Regions from separate parts of the Sus scrofa genome. Here region 1 is linked to region 2. Evidence: chromatin contacts called from public Hi-C data. All regions are on one chromosome and are shown on one strand. Each heading gives the region's core, a stretch centred on a gene start, on an enhancer-like site or on the middle of the called end of the contact. The rest is flanking DNA. Distances are from core to core; before and after follow the strand shown. Region 1 holds the start of CDC34 (ubiquitin-conjugating enzyme E2 R1). Region 2 holds the start of HCN2 (potassium/sodium hyperpolarization-activated cyclic nucleotide-gated channel 2).

What was found. A called contact is a pair of places that touch in the nucleus more often than the background predicts.
Region 1: a Hi-C map of embryonic fibroblasts shows a contact between it and region 2, with 1.6 times the contacts expected there. The contact joins the promoter of CDC34 here to the promoter of HCN2 in region 2. A contact is called at or near these places in 1 of 5 promoter capture datasets (liver), 4 of 47 Hi-C or Micro-C datasets (blood, embryonic fibroblasts, heart right ventricle and 1 more) and 1 of 2 datasets of contacts at active chromatin or transcription factors (skeletal muscle).

What each region holds. Positions count from the first base shown.
Region 1 is chr2:77,766,897-77,769,602 of Sscrofa11.1, forward strand. CDC34 (ubiquitin-conjugating enzyme E2 R1) reads right to left here and starts at 1,436. Exons shown (of 5, transcript XM_021084306.1): 1 at 1,114-1,436. The coding sequence starts at 1,290.
Region 2 is chr2:77,729,345-77,732,146 of Sscrofa11.1, forward strand. HCN2 (potassium/sodium hyperpolarization-activated cyclic nucleotide-gated channel 2) reads right to left here and starts at 1,537. Exons shown (of 9, transcript XM_021084305.1): 1 at 1,186-1,537; 2 at 901-1,183. The coding sequence starts at 1,537.

The DNA of each region.
Region 1 (2,706 bases), core at 186-2,685, 37 kb after region 2:
CAAAAGTGCAAACACAGAATCTGTCCAGGCGGCATCAGCCTCCCCACCCCCCAACCCAGGCCTCCCAGCCAGGCCTGCAGGGCTCTTGGCAGGGTGTGTGTGTGTGTGTTCGTTCCCAGCTGATGGTTCAGGCCCCATCTCTCACCCAAGGAGACCCCCTGCCTTGTCCCTCTGGCTCAAGGAGCAAAGTCCTTTTGATCTGGGAGGGGTCCCTCAAGACCACGGCTAGACTCAGATCCTCCCCAGGTTTTGGCTGGAGTCCATGACACACAAGTCCCCAGGAAAACACTTGCCTCCCAGCTCTGACAACAAGAGAGAACTGCTTGGATTTAAGCCACCACCGAGGGCCCAGAAACCACGAGAGCTTGAGATTCGGGCCACCACCGAGGGCCCAGAAACCACGAGAGCTTGAGATTCGGGCCCAAGAAGCCAACGACTCATTGGAACCTGAAAAAGGCCAGGACCCCAACCTTCTGAGGTGGAACCTGGGGTGGGTTCTGCTCCGTGGTTTCCAGGGACAGGGAGGAGGGTGGGAGTGACCGTCAGAGAGAGCAGGTTACATAAAGCTCAGGATGAAGTCAAGAGGGCCTGGCCGGCTGCTATCGGCAAGGGTGGACGCTTTCCAAGCAGGTCCCTGCTGCCAAGGCCCCATCCTGGCCTCTGTTGGAACCCGAGCAGGAGGCCGAGCCAGTCCCCAGGCCAGCGGGCCTCCCTCCCCCACTCCCTCCCTTCCTAAGCCGGCGCTCCCCGCAACAGTATTGGCTGGTTGTGGGGAGGCTTTTTTGTCTCCTCTGAGCAGCGAGCAGGGCCGGGAGGCGGGGAACACTAAGGGCTGGGGGAAGCAAGAACCCTGCACCCAGAGAAACACGGAGGGTCCTAGGTTTCCTCTCGGGGGCCTGAAGCGGGCTTAGAGGGGATGGGCGCTTCTCGGGGACTCCTGAGGCCAGACGGGGAAGAAGGGGTGACTGAGAGCCCCGAACTCTCCGGAGGCGGCCAGGCAGTGGAGCAGAGGGAGGGGGCCCCGCGAGGGGAGCGGGCAGGGAGCAGAGGTGGAGGAGGGGCCCCGAGGACCCGGAGCAGGGTCGCTCGCCCGCCCCCCTCTTCGCTGCTCACCTTGAAGTAGCCGCCCTCGTAGTAGGTGTTGGGGGGCCCGAAGATGGCCACCTCCCAGTTGTACAGATCGCCCTCGTCCACCAGGGTCACCCGGAAGCCCTCCACCGGCTCCTCCTGCAGCCCCTTGAGCTCCAGCAGCAGCGCCTTCTGCGAGCTGGGCACCAGCGGCCGGGCCATGGCGGCGGCGGACGGGCCCGGGTCCGGGGCCGGGGCAGGGGGCGCGCGGGGCCGCGGGGCCGCGGGACCGCGGGACGGGCCGGGGCCGGGGCCGCCTTCCTCCTCTGCGCCGCCGCCGCCGCCGCCGCCGCCGCCGCCCGGGGCACCCGGGGGCTCCACTCGCTCTGCGCCGCCGCCCGGCCCTCGCCTCGGCCGCCGCGCCCCGCCCCCGCCGCCGCCCGCGCCTGCGCGCAGCCTGCCCCGACCGCGCCTGCGCGCCCGCCCGCGGGGCACGATGGGAAGCGATCCCTCCCCCGGCCGCCGAGCGCGCCGCCGGGAGCCGGGGGCCGCGCGCGCAGGCGCCTTGGCGCTTCCGAGGCCCTGGGAGGCCTCCGCCGCCCCGGCTCTACGAGCTCCCCTGATGCCTGTGCGCGGGGCCGCGGGCAGGGCTGCGCTGCGCTGCCCCGCCCGGCTCGCGGCCCTTTTGGGCCTTTTTGTGACGTCCCGGCGCGGGGCGGGGCCGGGGCGGGGCCGGCTCGAGCCTCAGTTTCCATACTCATGACCCGGGCCCAGGCTGCCTCGGGCCAGCCAAGAGGGTCCCTCCACTTCCGGCCGTCTTCCCACTTAGGGTGTGCTCTGCCCCACAGTCTCGGGACCTGTTCTGGCCAAACCCCAGATAAAAACTTGACCCCAGCTGTGTCCATATCAGGCTGACCTTTGACTCCAGCTAGCCGGGGGGTGGGGGGGTCTGGGCTTCCCTCCACCTTCCGACCCCGCCTGGCTGACCTGACAGCACTCTGGCCCAGACACCCACACAGCTCTGGGTCGGAGAGGTGTGTATGTGCGCGCGCTCGGACCTGGTCTTTAGCCTTGCAGGTCCGCAGGTGACAGCTCCCCACGAGGGTGGGCATGGCCCCCGTGGCCTGTGATGGCCTTGCTGGCAGGTGACCCGGGCAGCCAGCAGCTGCACCAACACTTGAGGCTGGGCAGAGCTGATTCCCTCCCCCGCCTGCCTGTCACCTGGCCCTGGGCTGGCCCCAGCTGAGGACAGGCAGGTAAATCTGGAGAAAAAAAAAATGTCATCTCTGGGAATGAGCAAAGGAGCCTGAGGAAGAGCCATGGGCAGAGCAGTAGCTTCAGTGGCTCTCATCAATACAGGGGCTTGCCCTGCACACCAGGGGACCTGGAGGGGCCTCCCCTATAGGATGGGCCACACACACTTTGTCCAGAGTTCCAAGTATTCTCTGTCCCTTGTTCTCTGCCAGTGACACCAATGTCATAGTGTTGGTCAGTGGCAGCTTGCTGATAAATAGTAATTAGAATTAATTATGATTCTTCCAGAGAAGTTTCCCAAGATGTATCCCCATGTATATGGCAGGAATTATTGGGTGGGTGGGGAATAGGTAAAGGGAGGTACCAGGTTTACATACTCTGCAT
Region 2 (2,802 bases), core at 287-2,786:
CCTCAGTCACATCCTCGTGATCACACACACTGTCTGCAGTGATATGCACTGTTCACACTCGCAGGCCACATAGCACACGCCCGGGAACAGAGCTGCAAACATACACTGTTGACCTGGCTCTGGGCTTTTCCACATATCAACCGGCTTAATCCACATCAACATCTATACAACCACCGACACCTGGGCACACCACAAATACGGCGTGATCTTCCGCAAGGCCTTGCCCTGAGACTTTGCACGCATCAACCAGCTTAAACCACATCAACCACTGACACCTGGACACACTACCCGGCTGATACGGCAGATGCGGCTCAAGGAAGACAGCCTGGAGACACCAGCACACTCAGCGCCCCCTCCTCGCAGGATACCCAGGCCCAGCGACCCAGGACGCGCCTCCTTGCGGCGTGGGGCGCAGGTGGAGACCGTGGGACCCGCCGTGTCTGCTTAACCCTTTCTCCGCCAGCCTCTCCAGGGCGCGTCCTTCCCAGGCGCCCTTCCTTCCTCCCTCCTTGCTTCCGCTCTGCCGCCTCCCCCGCGCCCACGTTCCCCTCTATTTGTCCTCTCCGCCCCTGAGCGCTCAGACCCTTGTCCCGCAGCGCTTGACGTGAGCCCACCCCAAAGGGCGGGGAATGTCAGGATGCGTGGGAGGGGGCGCGCCGGGGTCCCCAAGGGAGCCTGCGTGCGCCCCCCAGTGCCCCTCCAAGGGCGGAGTCTCGCGCCCCCAGGTCATTTCGGGGCGGGTCCGGACGCGCCCGAGGTCACTGAGGGGCCCCGAGGTCACCCACGGGGCGCGCCGCCCCGCCCTCCCTGAAGCGCTCCAAGGACAGCCCCCGCACGCGTCCGTTCGCTGTGCCCCTCCGCGCGGGCCAGCCCGCCCTCCGAGTGGGTGGGTGACTGTACCTGAAGTCGCTGTACGGGTGGATGATCCAGGCCCCCGCTGACTTGACGCGCTCCTGCTCCCGCTCCACGGCCTTCTGGCTGCCGAACATCCGCAGCGAGAACTTGTTGACGCCCGGCTGAAGGAGCGCGCCGAACTGGCGCTGCATGAAGCTGGCCTGACTGCCGCGCGGCTCCCCAGCCGGGCCCGCCTCCTCGCTGCCCGCCTCGTCCGCCGGCCCCGGCCCCGGGCCCGGAGCGGGCCCTGAGGCCGCTCCGCGGCACGAAAACGACACCTTGGGCCCCGCGCCGGGCCCTCGGGCCCCGCGGGGCTGCACTGCGGCTCGCCGCGCCCGCACTCGCCATTCGGGCTGCCCTTGGCCGTGCTCGCCGCGCCCGGGGTGCCCGGGCGGCCGCACGAGCTGTCGCGGCTGCGGAGCCGGGCCCGCGGGCCGCCCTCGTCCGCCGCCTCCGGGGGAGCCGCCTCTGTCCGGGGCGCCTGCGGAGGGGGCGCTGGGCTGGGGCCCGGAGGGGGCGCGGGCGGTGGCGGCGGCGGCGGCTGCTGCTGGGGGGGCGCGGGCGGCGGCGGCGGCGGCGGCCCCGGCGCGGGGGTCGCGCCCGGGCTCTCCCCGGGCCGCCCGCCGCCCCCGCGCGCGTCCATGGCGAGGCGGCGCCGGGCAGTGCGGAGCGGAGCCGCCGCCGCCGCCGCCGGCCCGAGCCCGAGGGGGGGGGGAGGCGGGGGTAGGGCGGGGCAGAACCGCGGGGGGCGGAGCTGCGGCTGCGGGGGAGGGGCGGGGGCGGGAGCCCCGCCTCTGCCCGCGCCCACACCGGGCGCGCCCCGCCCAGGTCCCGCGCCGGGGAAACTGAGGCCTCTGGGTCGGGGACGGCCCAAGGTCGCGCAGCTTGAGGCCTTGTAGACCCGATTAAGCCTAGTTCCAGAAGGGGAAACTGAGGCCCGCGAAGGGGAAGGACGCGCCCAAGGTCACCGAGCCCAGCTGCGGGCCCGGGGCCTCTGCGGGCAACCTTGGCAAGGAGCCTTCTGGCGCTTGCGTTCGCCTCTGTCCAGAGGCATAGCGGGGCGGTGACCACTGACACTGGGGCCCAGGAAGTGGGGCCCCTCCTGTGCCAGCCTCCAGCCTTTCTGGAGATTTGAGAATTACCATAATAAAAGGCCACTGGAGCCCAGGTTTTGTCACTTGAGCCCTTGGACAAAGACCCTTGGGGAGGTGACCTGTGGGGAGGGGTTAGGTGGGATCAAGACTAGGAGTCTCCAGACCCACAGTGGTCCCCTTCCTTCCAGCTGCTACATTTGAGGAAACTGAGGTTGAATTGGGCAAGAAGAAGAGCCACCCAAGGGTGCTGTTCACCACCCTCAAACAGTGTCCTAAAGCACAGTGGAGGGTGGGTCTCCCACAAGGCTAGTGGCATTTATTTATTTATTTAGGCTTTTTTTGCCACATTCATGGCATATGGAAGTTCCTGGCAAGTTCCAAGGATTGAATTCGAGCTGCAGCTGTGAAGTACGCTGCAGCTGCGGCAACACCAGATCCTTAACTCACTGCACCTGGCTGGGAATCCAACCGGTGCCTCCACAGTGACAAACCCCATCTTGTCAACCCACAGCGGGAACTCCCAAATGCATTTCATATCTAACACATTTTTTTTTTCTCTTCTTTTTCAGCCGCACCCACGGCATATGAAAGTCCCCAGGCCAGGGGTCTAATGTGAGCTGGAGCTGCTGGTGGCCTTTAAAGTGGGGAAATGCCTGAGGTCACGAGGATCCACCCCTTCCCACAGGATACCCACAAGTGAGCTGCACGGGGCTGCCCCATTTCTCCACCCCTTGGGACCAAACCACAGCCAGCTCTCCCTGCCTGCCCAACCCCAGGCCCCAGCAAGCACCGGGGGCTCTGCTTCTGGGGTTGG